Regions from separate parts of the Mus musculus genome. Here region 1 is linked to region 2. A link is a contact called in public HiChIP or PLAC-seq data. All regions are on one chromosome and are shown on one strand. The core of a region is the stretch at or near the end of the contact, and the rest is flanking DNA. Distances in the headings are between cores, read along the strand shown. Region 1 has its middle 240 kb from the start of Xkr4. Region 2 holds the start of Xkr4 (X-linked Kx blood group related 4).

Region 1 (6,417 bases), core at 785-3,284, 240 kb before region 2:
AGCGTGTGCAGTCCTCCCGCATCTGCCTGCCCAGGACACAGGTTCTCTCCCACTCCACTCTTTCTCCCACACCCATGGCTCTGCACTGCTCCTATCTAGGGGCACATGTGTGATGAAATGTTTAGCCCAAGGATGCTGCTCAATAAGGTGGACTGTAGCTGGGAAGCTCCCCTTCTGCAGCCCAGCATCCTGGTACCAGGGTTCATCAGCTGTTTTCCTGCTCCTGCGCTTATACATATGTACAGCATGAGCATCAATCATCTGTGCATGACCACAGGCTAGAATCCACTTCCTATTCTTCTTTTCCACAAGTGTGGAAGCTTGTCCTTTGGAAACTCAAGCTCCTAGGACAATGTGCCTTTCTGAGTCCTTATCTGTTGTAAAGGCCACCTAAGGAGGATAGGCCAATTAGTAAAAGCCATGTTGCTGTTGTTTTTTTTTTTTCCTTGAAATTCAAAGGACTAGTCATTCTGTGGTCATCTTATATCACACAGAAAAGGGAAACAGTCTTCTGAAAAGGACTTATCATCTTTTGCCACCCGCATCACTTTCTCAGCAGACTGGGTGAGAAGAATTAATGAACTGACTGGTTCATCATTGATTGATTTGTGAGAAATGGTCTCACTCTGTAACCCAGGCAAATCTCAAATGCCCCAAAGTCCCATTCCCTCACCATTTCAAGTGCTGGAATTATAGGCATGTGCCACCCTGATTGGCTTAAGAAATATATTTGTTACTTGAGAAAACATCTTTCTTTGCATGTGAGTGGATGTCCATATGTGTATATGCACACATATATGTATTTCTTCTTTTTAATTTTTCTAGTTTTTAAAATTTGAACTTTCTCTTTTCCTAATGTCAAGCTGTCTATACATCTCCTTTTTATCTTCATGACTTCTGTCTTGCAGGTACTAGCTAAGATCAGGCATTGTTGATGTGGCTAGTCATTAAATATAGTGGCAGAGTCCTTTCTAAACACTTCCTTTTTAAGGAACTTCTGACTTACAGTCTTCATTTCTCTATCGTAAAAATAAATCATCTTGGTCTGAAATAGACCACTTCCACCTCCATCTGAATAAACAATATGATAGACCTATTCTAAAACAGACTTCTGTGTATGGCCATACATAGAAAAGGGTTCTCTGCTCATATCTTTTGTCTGGACATGTTGGACTAATGAAGCCACCTTGAATTACTAAGTGAAAGGGTATTGTGTATAAACTTAAGATTAGGGGAAAAGATGATTATTTTTTTGGTTGTTGGTTTTTTTTTTTTTTTTTTTTTTGTTCCTTCTGTGATGAGAAATTCTGGGGTACTGAATTCATCCGGCAAACAGAGGAAAGGAAAACCTCAATTATAAAAGGTTGATTAACTTCATAATACATCACTTTCTAAATGACAATTATCTGCTGGACATTGGCATTTGCAAAAGAAAAGCAAAGAGCCTGTGTTGACAAAGAATGTCATTCTGCATCTGTTAAGGCATTGTGCTCCTTGTTGCACATAAGATTAGAGCTGGAATAATTTGAAAGAAATCAAAGTGGATATAACAATATAGATTGAAATTTTCCTTCTTCTTGGGCTTATAAAAATTCTGTGGCAGAATCTGTTAAATACAGACTGTGGCCTCCATTCCAAACAGCAGATACTTAAAATAGTTCCCAAGACAAATGTTTACTCAAATTGAACAAAGTCCCCACTCCATGAAATCATACCGATATCATTCCCTGTCCTTAAACAGCTGAAAGCATTCATTTGATCTTACATGTCAAATCTCTCTAAGTCAGAATGCCTTGTTCCCTGGAGCTGAATTTCTGGCATATGCCCAAGTCTTAAATCATCTACACTCCTTGAGACTGCCTGTTTGTATAAAGGACTAGTGGATGAAGCCAGTATCTGACACTGCCTTGATTTTGGTGTATACCCTACACAACTCTCCCCTTTTCTGGTGCACAGGAATGTTGACCAGCTAATATGTAGTGTAGCCTCCCCCCAGCCTGAAGGGGGCTGGCACAGACCTTGTCACCACTGAGGTGGGGCCACCTGAGGTGCAGCTTTCTTACTTGCTTGGCTCCTTTTGAAGTGACAACTGCCCTGCTTTTCTGCTACCTGCTGAGAGGCTGAACCTGTCTCCTGAGATATTCCTGAATAAGCAACCAGCCTGGCGACCAAGTGCTGACAGAATGGCTCCAGGCACCAAGAATGGACTGGTGGGGGTGGGGGTGGGGTGGGTGGGGTGGGAAATGGGCCTTCCCCCTTATAAGCACACTTTCTTAGTAAACTGGTGGGTCTTGATCAGAAAAATTTGTCTTGGCTTCATTATCTTTTCTCACAGTCTAAGTTTCTTTAAGCCCCAGCCTGCCTTCCAGAATTACCGGGTTCATGTAGGCCGCAGGCCGGCTTACAGCAATGTAGCCCACTCCTCACAGACACCTGAGGTGCAGCAGACCATGAGAGGAAGCCTGATAAAGTCAAGCTAAGGCTAGAAGCTGCTAGAACCCTGAAAAAATGGTAGGAGCTTTGTCTACTCCCAGTACCAGGCCCCTGTCATGTAGTGGCAGTCCTACCCCATAGAGAGATTTGTGGCCATCAGTTCTGTAGGGGCAATGATGATGCCACATGAAGATGAGGCATTCCTAACATCTCAGATAGAGCTAATCGTAATGGATTTCATATATAGATGATTTGATTGGGTAAGTTGAAGGTGGGATAGCCTACTGTCAGGTCCCAACCCACCCTAAAACTGTATATAAGATCCTATCCAGAAAGAACAAAGGTGGGTGAGAGTTACTCTGTTGTCTGAAAGCATCTGTCATCAGAGCTGTAACACTTCAAGTGAAGAGAAATGCTCTTCTGCTGCAGCAGTAGCATAGGCAGCAGAGGCAATTCCCCCTCCCTGCTCACACTCTTTCCCCTTTGCTTGAACCCTCCCACGTGGCTGGGTCAGAGATCTCAGTGGATAGCCTCCAATACACAGGCCTACAGACACTGACTCATCACATAGACTCCCTGAAAACACCCTATTATTCCCATCTCTCCAGGTTCTTGCAGGTTGCTGCCTGCCTCTCAGCTCTGCAGGATCATGTACTACAAAGTTCTACCTATTGAACTTTCTGACAAATGAACACAGGTCAAGCACATGGGGCACAATAGAAGTCCACCTGCACTCCTGATCTTGAGGCTATCCTTTCTCATTACTTCTTCATCTCCAGTGCTTCCTTTCAGTTTGCTGTATTGTTATTCTAGGGTGAGTGAGTTAATTTCTGGGTGAAAATAGTTTTGTCATTATATAAATGATATTAGCTGTGACTGTGGACCTGTCAGATTCCTCATATACATTATAGGTAGCCTTGGGGATTTGAAATAATATATATTTAATTATATTTCCTCATAGTATCTAACCATAAATATTAATGCAAGATTCTTCTTGATTACTTAGATACATAGTTTGAACAGAGTGTGATCACATGGTTTTAGGATGTACACAGCACAAATGTCTCTATTTCAGGTTGTATTTGCCTCAATAGAACTATTTATCAATCCAAGTCAGTAAACAAATCCCCAAAATGGATTTAATATATATAAATGATTTGATTGAGTCAATTGAAGTTGAGATGGCCTTATGAAGTTGTTATGTCAAGGTTATGTAAATAGGTTGGAGGAGAGTTCTTGAGAGGGAATTAATTTTCCTTTGTTATGAAGTGCTATCACCTGAATGCTCATGTCACTTCCAAATTCCTATGTAGGACACTAACTCCCAAGGTGGTAGGGTATCAGGAAACAGGGATTTTTAGAAAAGGCAATTGATCATGAAGATAAAGTCCTTCTGGATACTGTTTCAGTCTTCATAAAAGAGATTTAAAGCAGTTCATTACCATCCTCCATCCTGTGAGGACACAGTGAGATGAGGCTGTCTGTCTGTGAATCGAATGTGTTAGCACCTTGATCTTCTAGCACTAAAAGGAGTGAGAATCACAATTCTCCTGTTGATCAGATGGCCAGTGACTGTTAAATTTATGGTAGGTAAAATGGGCACTATTAGAATGTCAAGCTGAAATAACCCTGAACACCGGTATATTTTTGGAAGATGTGACTTATATGCAGGGAGCAGTATTACCAGTTCCACTAACAACATTGGAATTATTTTAATTTCTTTGATTTTCAATGTTGTTTTATTCAATCAGTAACTTTGATTTTGGTTTAAATAACGTCAGAACTGCAGGTAACAGAAATATACATCTTTTGTTTAATGTGTGTATTTTTAAGGAACATTGTAATAAAAACAATTTATGCCAATACTTAGAAGTGTATAATCATGTGTGTGTTACTCAAGTATGACTGACATTAACTGTCATGCTCCACAAAGGTTCAGTTTTTCTACTCTATAATGCAATCAAGGTCACTGCCCTTGCCATTTGTGTTATCATTTTACGGGAGATGAACATTGGAAGAGAAATAACTCTGGGCCTTAGACCAGGCACACTGCTGATGAGTTCTGCACACAGGCTTCCATTGCCACAGCAGGCAAGAGAAGCCATCTCTCTCTAACCTATTATTTTCAAATAAAGTCTGTCAAAAACATTTGAAAACTGAAAAACACCATGAAAATGTTTGAGGCATCTAGTACCTAGGCACTGGGAAGATAGCAATCATTTATTTCCTGGAAGATTGTTAATGCTATTTTCTCCCTGTACAGTATCAACTTCTTCAAATCAATCCATGCCTTTATGTCAAAAACAATCTATTAACTTATATTTGATAAGAAATGAAAACATTATCATATAGTTCTAATGCAAAATAATGAATGTCTACAATTTTTGTGTAAATGGAATAACAGTTTATACAAATTAATAAAAAGATGTATAGGTGATGAGGAAGGATATAAGAACTTGAACAGTATTAAAGAGAAGAAATTCAGGAATAATTAATATATGCCAAGCAACGTAGATAACATTAAGAATGGATAAAAGTCAACATTCTAGATTTATTTGGGTTAGTGCAGATACTATTTTTAAAAAAAAAAAAAGCTGTCTTCAGTTGAATGTTCACAATATTTAAACTTATCAGAACTAGTGATGTCATTTTCAAGGAGTCAGAATATATATTCACACTCTTAAGAAATGCTGTATTTTTCTATGGCTTTTTGTAAGGTCTTCAGCCAGTGCTGACATATAGTTCCAGGTTTTTAGAAGTGATGCATACTAATATTCTTTGGAAAAATAGAATTTTAAGAACCTGGATTTCTGTTGTCAAGTTTATAGTTCATCTATTAGCTATTTATTCACATACACAACGATTTTAAAAATGGCATTAACTTTATTATAGCATATATTTTACAAAAGTAACAAGATGCCAAGTTCTATAATGTGTCAAGTAATTCATCACCTATTAAGACTCGAATGATGAAATAAAAAGCAAGCAGAGTAAGTGGGTGTGAGCAAAGATCTAGGAAAATATCTGTAGATTTGAATACAAGATGCATCCCTCTATAGCTAAAGAGAGAACTTGACTTTGAGTCAAATATGAAGAGACTGCTGAGGAGAGAGTTTAGTTGGGTTTGATAGTGTGTATAGAAGTTTCTTATGCAGATATAAAAGTGTCATCCCAGAAAAAAAACAATGTTTTAAATAGGTAAGAAGTAAGCATTTTAAGAAATTCTGCTGTGGGTCACAAGAAATATGTGTAGGAGAATAAAACTGAAAGGCTGCTGAAGGAAACCACTTTAGTTCTCTAAAGAGCATGGAGCTTAGCCTGTACTGAACAAGGTCACTCTACCAGAAATACCATGCGATGGAATGCAAGACTCTTCCCACAATGGAGGCTGAAGTGTCAGGTGTCCTTTCATAGAAAAGTATGAAGAAGAAACATTTATGCTGGGTGAGCACAGATAGAAAGAGTAGGTCTGCATAGATAGTCCATCTCTCCTCTACAGTGCCACATCCACAGATGCCAGAAAGCTTAAGATAACAAACTATTAAAAGAAACCATTGTATCTATATTTGACATGTGCAGACTTTTTTCCCTATTCCCTTGGTGACATGATGTAATAATTATCTCCATGTTTATATTATATTAGGCATTATTCTCCATATGTGTTATAATTTATGCAGGAGGATTGCATGCTATATGCTAATTCTATACATTATATATAAAAGACTTTAGTATCTGTAGACTTTGGCATCCAAAGAAATTCTTGGCATTACCTTCAGAGCATCCTTAAGACCAACTGTTTTTGTAGGAGAGTGGGATATATAACTGATACAACAGAGAAAAGCCTTTTCAGGTGCTTTTTTCATTTTAAAGAGGGAGAGCCTTGAGCTTTTGGAATGAACTGAAAGGAGGAATTGGGAAACATTTTTTTTTTCTTGAGGCAACTGGACAGATGCACAAATGGCCCGAATAGATATCAAGATATGC
Region 2 (5,923 bases), core at 1,039-3,538:
CAGGGTATTTTCCAAAGGGAACTTCCTAGTCAAAATGGCCCAGTGTTGAAGATGAATTTTAAAATGCCTGAAGTTAAGTGGCTTGGGTTGCCTCTCATCCTTACTACCCATCTTTTACTATAAAAATTGGTTTAGCACATACATATAACCACTTATGGGCCCATGGCCACATACCAGGGTGTCAGGTAAAGACCAAGTAGCAGAACCCCTGGGCACTAGTCTTTGAGGACAATTGTTGGTGTATCCACTGGGTGAGACTAATCTCACCTTGGTCAGGTAGGTGCTAAAACAGTGGAGTGCTGTAGCATAAGGTGGTCTGTCAGTGAGGGTTTTGATATTCAGAGAATGTCACTATACAGGAATGAAAACTCACCCGGCACTACCCTCGGGAGAGGCCAGGAAACAGGGAATATTAACCTGTATCTACAGATCCCTTAAGAGGCTGACTGGCCGAGCAGTGGTGGCGCACGCCTTTGATCCCAGCACTTGGGAGGCACAGGCAGGCAGATTTCTGAGTTCGAGGCCAGCCTGGTCTACAGAGTGAGTTTCAGGACAGCCAGAACTACAAGAGAGAAACCCTGTCTCTAAAAACCAAAAATCAAAAGAAAGAAAGAGAGAGAGAGAGAGAGAGAGAGAGAGAGAGAGAGAGAGAGAGAGAGAGGAAGGAAGGAAGGAAGGAAGGAAGGAAGGAAGGAAGGAAGGAAGGAAGGAAGGAAGGAAGCTGGCTGGAACTGTTCCCTGCAGTATCACCAGCTTACTCTGAACTCAAAGTGTGTGAGTCACATTGCAGTTTAAGGATCACCCTCTTTGTCCCTTACATTTGAAAAGCTAACTAGGTAAGGCAAACTAAAGCACGGGTTTTCTTAACTTAAAAAGGAAAAAGATATCCCATATTTTGTTGGGATTTAAAGGGTTTTTTTTGGTGGTGGTGGTGTTTTTTTTTTTTTTTTTTTTTTTTTTGGTTGGTTGTTTTTGTTTGTTTGTTTGTTTTTTAAACTGCAACATATTTTATTACATTCTCTTCGAGAATAGATTAAATTCGAGTCATTTCTGAAGTTATGAGACCCTACAGTAAGTCTGTACGTTTATAGGTTTAAGGGAAGGTAATTGCAGTTTTGGAATAAGAGAAGTGGCATTAGCTTTGGGATCTGCCACTCCCTGCGCGGGGCCAAGGGCCGAGCTAGTTCTCTTTTCCCTGGTTACTAGCCATGTCCCTCCTCCCACCGCCGCGCTCTAGGTTGCCGCCGCCAGAGGTGCAGCGTTTCCCACCTGCGGTTAGGAGTAGCCCCACCATGGTGTCTGCCTAGTGCTGCTGCCTCAGGCTCGTTAAACTCGCAGGGGGACAGGGCTTCATGCACCCACCTCCTGAGATAGGGCCTTTGCATTTCTCTAGGCTGGGGTTTGGCAGGACAGCATCCCTGGGGCTGCTCTCGCCTTATCCCGAGGGCTCGCCCTCTGCTGCCAGCTTTGCTTTAGGTGTTCTAGCTCTGCAAGTACTGTGCCACCCAGGATCTCCAAAGCATGGCACGCCCACCACCGCCGCCAGTATAGGAGCCCTAGCTTCCTAGTTAAAGCGTGTTCACCCTCGCCAGCAACACACCTAGCACCATACCACACCCAGCCAGGTGCCGAGCGCGCCCGGTACAATACAAAGAGACCATTTCTTCCGCAGCCTTCGCTGCTGCCACGCCCGCTTGTGTCCGTGGCCCCCTACCCTCGGCAGTGACCCAACACCAAGGCTCTAACACGCGGCGCGCTCTGCCCATCCCATCCCCCCAGCTTCGAGGAAATCCACTCAACGCTCTTCGCTATCCCACGAGCCTGGACTGGGCCTCCGATTGCCGTGCTGTTGCCCTCCGCGTCCAGCACTGGCCAGCCAGGCACCCCCACCCGCCGCTCCCCTCAATCCCAGCCCCTCCTCCGGGCCCTCCTTCTCGCCCCTCCCCAGCCGGGGTGGGAGCGGCGGCAGCTGGAAGGGAAGGGATGAGGTCATCCTCTCCCTCGGAGTCAGCTGGTGGAGGAGAGGCTGCGGGAGGAGGGAGCGCGCGCGAGGGGAGGAGAGGAATGTGCAGGTCCGAGGAGCTCCGCGGCGGCCGCTGCTGCTCCTGCTGCTGGCGGCGGCGGCGGCTCGTGCTGCAGCCGCGGGGCCGGGCCGGCGCGGAGCGCGGGCGGCTGTCAGGGGCGCGCGCGGGCCGGCGCGAGCAGCTGGGCTCGGCGCAGGCAGCCAGGCGGCGCTCCTGCGGGTCCCGAGCGTGCGGCTAGCCGGGCCCAGCGCCCAGCCCCGCGGGCGGCGGCGGGCGAGCGGGCGCTGGAGTAGGAGCTGGGGAGCGGCGCGGCCGGGGAAGGAAGCCAGGGCGAGGCGAGGAGGTGGCGGGAGGAGGAGACAGCAGGGACAGGTGTCAGATAAAGGAGTGCTCTCCTCCGCTGCCGAGGCATCATGGCCGCTAAGTCAGACGGGAGGCTGAAGATGAAGAAGAGCAGCGACGTGGCGTTCACCCCGCTGCAGAACTCGGACAATTCGGGCTCTGTGCAAGGACTGGCTCCAGGCTTGCCGTCGGGGTCCGGAGCCGAGGACACGGAGGCGGCCGGAGGCGGCTGCTGCCCGGACGGCGGTGGCTGCTCGCGCTGCTGCTGCTGCTGCGCGGGGAGCGGCGGCTCGGCGGGCTCGGGCGGCTCGGGCGGCGGCGGCCGGGGCAGCGGGGCGGGCTCTGCGGCGCTGTGCCTGCGCCTGGGCAGGGAGCAGCGGCGTTACTCGCTGTGGGACTGCCTCTGGATCCTGGCCGCCGTGGCCGTGTACTTCGCGGATGTGGGAACGGACATCTGGCTCGCGGTGGACTACTACCTGCGTGGCCAGCGCTGGTGGTTTGGGCTCACCCTCTTCTTCGTGGTGCTGGGCTCCCTTTCTGTGCAAGTGTTCAGCTTCCGCTGGTTTGTGCATGATTTCAGCACCGAGGACAGCTCCACGACCACCACCTCCAGCTGCCAGCAGCCTGGAGCAGATTGCAAGACGGTGGTCAGCAGTGGGTCTGCAGCCGGGGAAGGCGAGGTTCGTCCTTCCACGCCGCAGAGGCAAGCATCCAACGCCAGCAAGAGCAACATCGCCGCCACCAACAGCGGCAGCAACAGCAACGGGGCCACCCGGACCAGCGGCAAACACAGGTCTGCGTCCTGCTCCTTTTGCATCTGGCTCCTGCAGTCACTCATCCACATCTTGCAGCTTGGGCAAATCTGGAGGTACTGTATCAGGGTGGGGGTTGAGAGAGACTACTACTGTTCCTACATGCCTGCCCACCATGTCCACTGTTCTACTTTTGCATGAAATCTTTCCTAATGACTAGTAAGCCAAGTCACTCTTGTGGTTTTCTTTTCTAAACTGCTCCTTACCTAACTCATGTTAGGTGAGGAAAAAGAAACCAAGGAAGGGCACGCAGGAACGTGTTTGTAGTCTGTCACGTTTCCCATCTTCTCATAGACTAGTTTTTCTATGTATGCTACAAGTTCTCCCCCGATTGTAGACTTAATATTTCACTAGCAGAGGATTCCTCTCACACTTACTAAAAAGTCATTTATATTATGTAGAATTCTTGGTGTGTTGTACTTTTGATGGTTTCCTTTGTGCTGGGTTTGGATAGGATTACAATTCTAGTTAAATAGGACTTGTTACTGCTCAAAGATGTCCATATTTGGATGATAACAGCTAAAGAAATACTGAGCTTAAAGTAGTGTTAATAAATATTTGACGTATATGTATACATATATATATACAGACATATATATGTAAAATGAGTGAACATTTATCATTTATGTTGTGTGTGAGTGTGTGTGCATAAGTGCTCAGACTCTGACTTATATAGTGCTCCTCTGATTACCTGGCAGCATCCCTAGTTTGACTTTCACATGTAACTGGGAACCTTTAGAAAAGGGGTAGCAAGCACATTGGGCAAACTTTAATTGTGCATTTTCATTGGCTGATTTACTGCTTCTCACTTGATCCACCAAGTCTCTTTACATAGTTGTCACTTTGCTTATACACTGAAGTGCAAGACTTAACTTGTTGGGCAGGGTGGAGCCATCACTCAGGCATTACTGCACAGATGTAGGAATGTGGTGGGACAATATGCTCAGAAATCTGTTCTTTTGACTTCTCTGTGTTTAGAAGCTTTGGAACACAATGTTTAACACATTAAACATATATGTTTAGAAAAATATAGAGGCTGTTACCCTAGAGACTCCTTGGCTTTAAAGCAATTTAGTAACTATGTAGTGTAATGTGTGGAAACTTCCTACCAAGTGGGCTGATACTGGCATGTACTCTGTACTTTCACCTGTATGCTTTTTGTTTGTTTATTTGTTTGTTTGTTTGTTTTAATGATGAAAGACATTCTAACCCATTGGCATGATGAAGTATCCCATGAAGAAACAGCTCAGAGCATTTGTAACATAGATTCACACACTTCTCTTTCTGGCAGAAGTCAGCGTCCTTGTCTGAGGAGAGTAACTGTAGTCATCCCATTGCTCTTCCTAGAACCAAGAGCTGTAAAGCAGGGTGAGCATGGCCCTAGACCTCCTGCCTTAGAACGTATTTAGAGAAGATACTTTCTGGTAAAGAGGCATGGTGTACTGTTAGACAAATTGATGTGGAAACATATATATTTCAGACCCTGGGAGACTTTCTAAAACATCAGTTTAACTGTGGCGTCTCAATTTCCTACAGAAAAGTATTGGAAGGTCCAAGTTGGGTATTCTTTAATTATGAGGAAGAACTAGAAGGGTTATTTAAGTACTGAAGTTATTTAGTGGCTACAATATACAGGATTAGTAGTTTTAATCTAGCAGTGTGGTACCAAAAACTTATCAACCTATTTGGTAACTTGTGAAAACTATAAAATATTCTGAAATCACTTCCTTTTAATTATCTGTAAATCAGCAATATAAGTGCTTATTAGTTATTGTCACTAAACACCTGTGTGTGCCTCCTACAGATTGACATTTTCTGAAAAGCACGTGGTGTTAAACTCAGTGTACTGAAGAAGTCATTTTAATTGTAACATTTATTAGACTTTTGAATCTAAACAGTTTACCAATTGAAAATAATGCTTCTTCTCTTCAGGAAATGATGCTGAGAAAGTGAGAAGTAGGAAAACGTGGAGAAAAATACTACAATGAGACAGTATCCACTGGGTCAGTGGGTCTAATGGAGGGCCCATGAAGGGCAAAGGGTAAAAGGGTAGTGCTGAACATATAAAGGAGACCACAGTCTGTCAGACAATTGTGTTGCTGGCTGAACCTTGGAGAAACACATGGCCCCCTTTTTGTTAAGGTCCCTACAAAATATTCCTGAGAGACGCTGAGGTTTATTTTGCTAATAGCTCCTCTGAGTTGAACTGTTCCTTTTGGAACTATCAGGCCTTTTTCATCACTGTCTAATGAGATGCTCACCGTGGAACTCTGAATTGCTGTATAACCCATTATTTGGTTTTGCTGAAAATATTTGAGGAATCTCCTGGTAATCTTATACAGCTGTGATCTAAAAATAGCCTCTTTATTTTTTGATAATATTCTTCTAAATTACTTTGACTGAATGTATATAACTGTAAAGAATGAGACAGAATGTGGAATTCAATGCTCAGATGCTTTTTTGATATGTTTCAGTTTCTCCATGTTAAACATGCGAATAGAACTTTGTAGGGAGGTATGTACCATTCATAATAACTAGTAGAAAGGGGCTCACCTAAGATTATTGCATTGGATCCTGTATAACATTTTAGACTACCATACATCTTTAAATTAGAAGCATTCCTTGGCCTGTTCCAGTTCTCCTTTTCAAAGCATTCTATCCAAATACTGCACTAACAGCAGGGTACTGAGTGTTTTAAAGCCCAGAAGTCATTATTCATGTTTTAAAGGGCTGCTATCTTGGATA

What was found. HiChIP or PLAC-seq counts read pairs in DNA pulled down with a chosen protein or histone mark.
Region 1: an H3K27ac HiChIP or PLAC-seq map of embryonic stem cells shows a contact between it and region 2, with 2.4 times the contacts expected there. The contact joins the enhancer-like site here to the promoter of Xkr4 in region 2. A contact is called at or near these places in 1 of 39 promoter capture datasets (hippocampal neurons), 5 of 484 Hi-C or Micro-C datasets (cerebral cortex, cortical neurons, embryonic stem cells and 1 more), 2 of 115 datasets of contacts at active chromatin or transcription factors (embryonic stem cells and neural progenitor cells) and 1 of 9 other capture datasets (embryonic stem cells).

The regions. Positions count from the first base shown.
Region 1 is chr1:3,909,283-3,915,699 of GRCm38.p6, reverse strand. No RefSeq gene overlaps it. Among named protein-coding and RNA genes, the nearest start is that of Xkr4, 240 kb to the right of the region's middle. Within about 2 kb of position 2,034, at least 12 of the 459 cell types and tissues checked have an H3K27ac peak or open chromatin away from gene starts, as enhancers often do. A contact at or near this core is called in embryonic stem cells, where this site is marked.
Region 2 is chr1:3,667,863-3,673,785 of GRCm38.p6, reverse strand. Xkr4 (X-linked Kx blood group related 4) reads left to right here and starts at 2,288. Exons shown (of 3, transcript NM_001011874.1): 1 at 2,288-3,234. The coding sequence starts at 2,438. It also overlaps the pseudogene LOC108167595.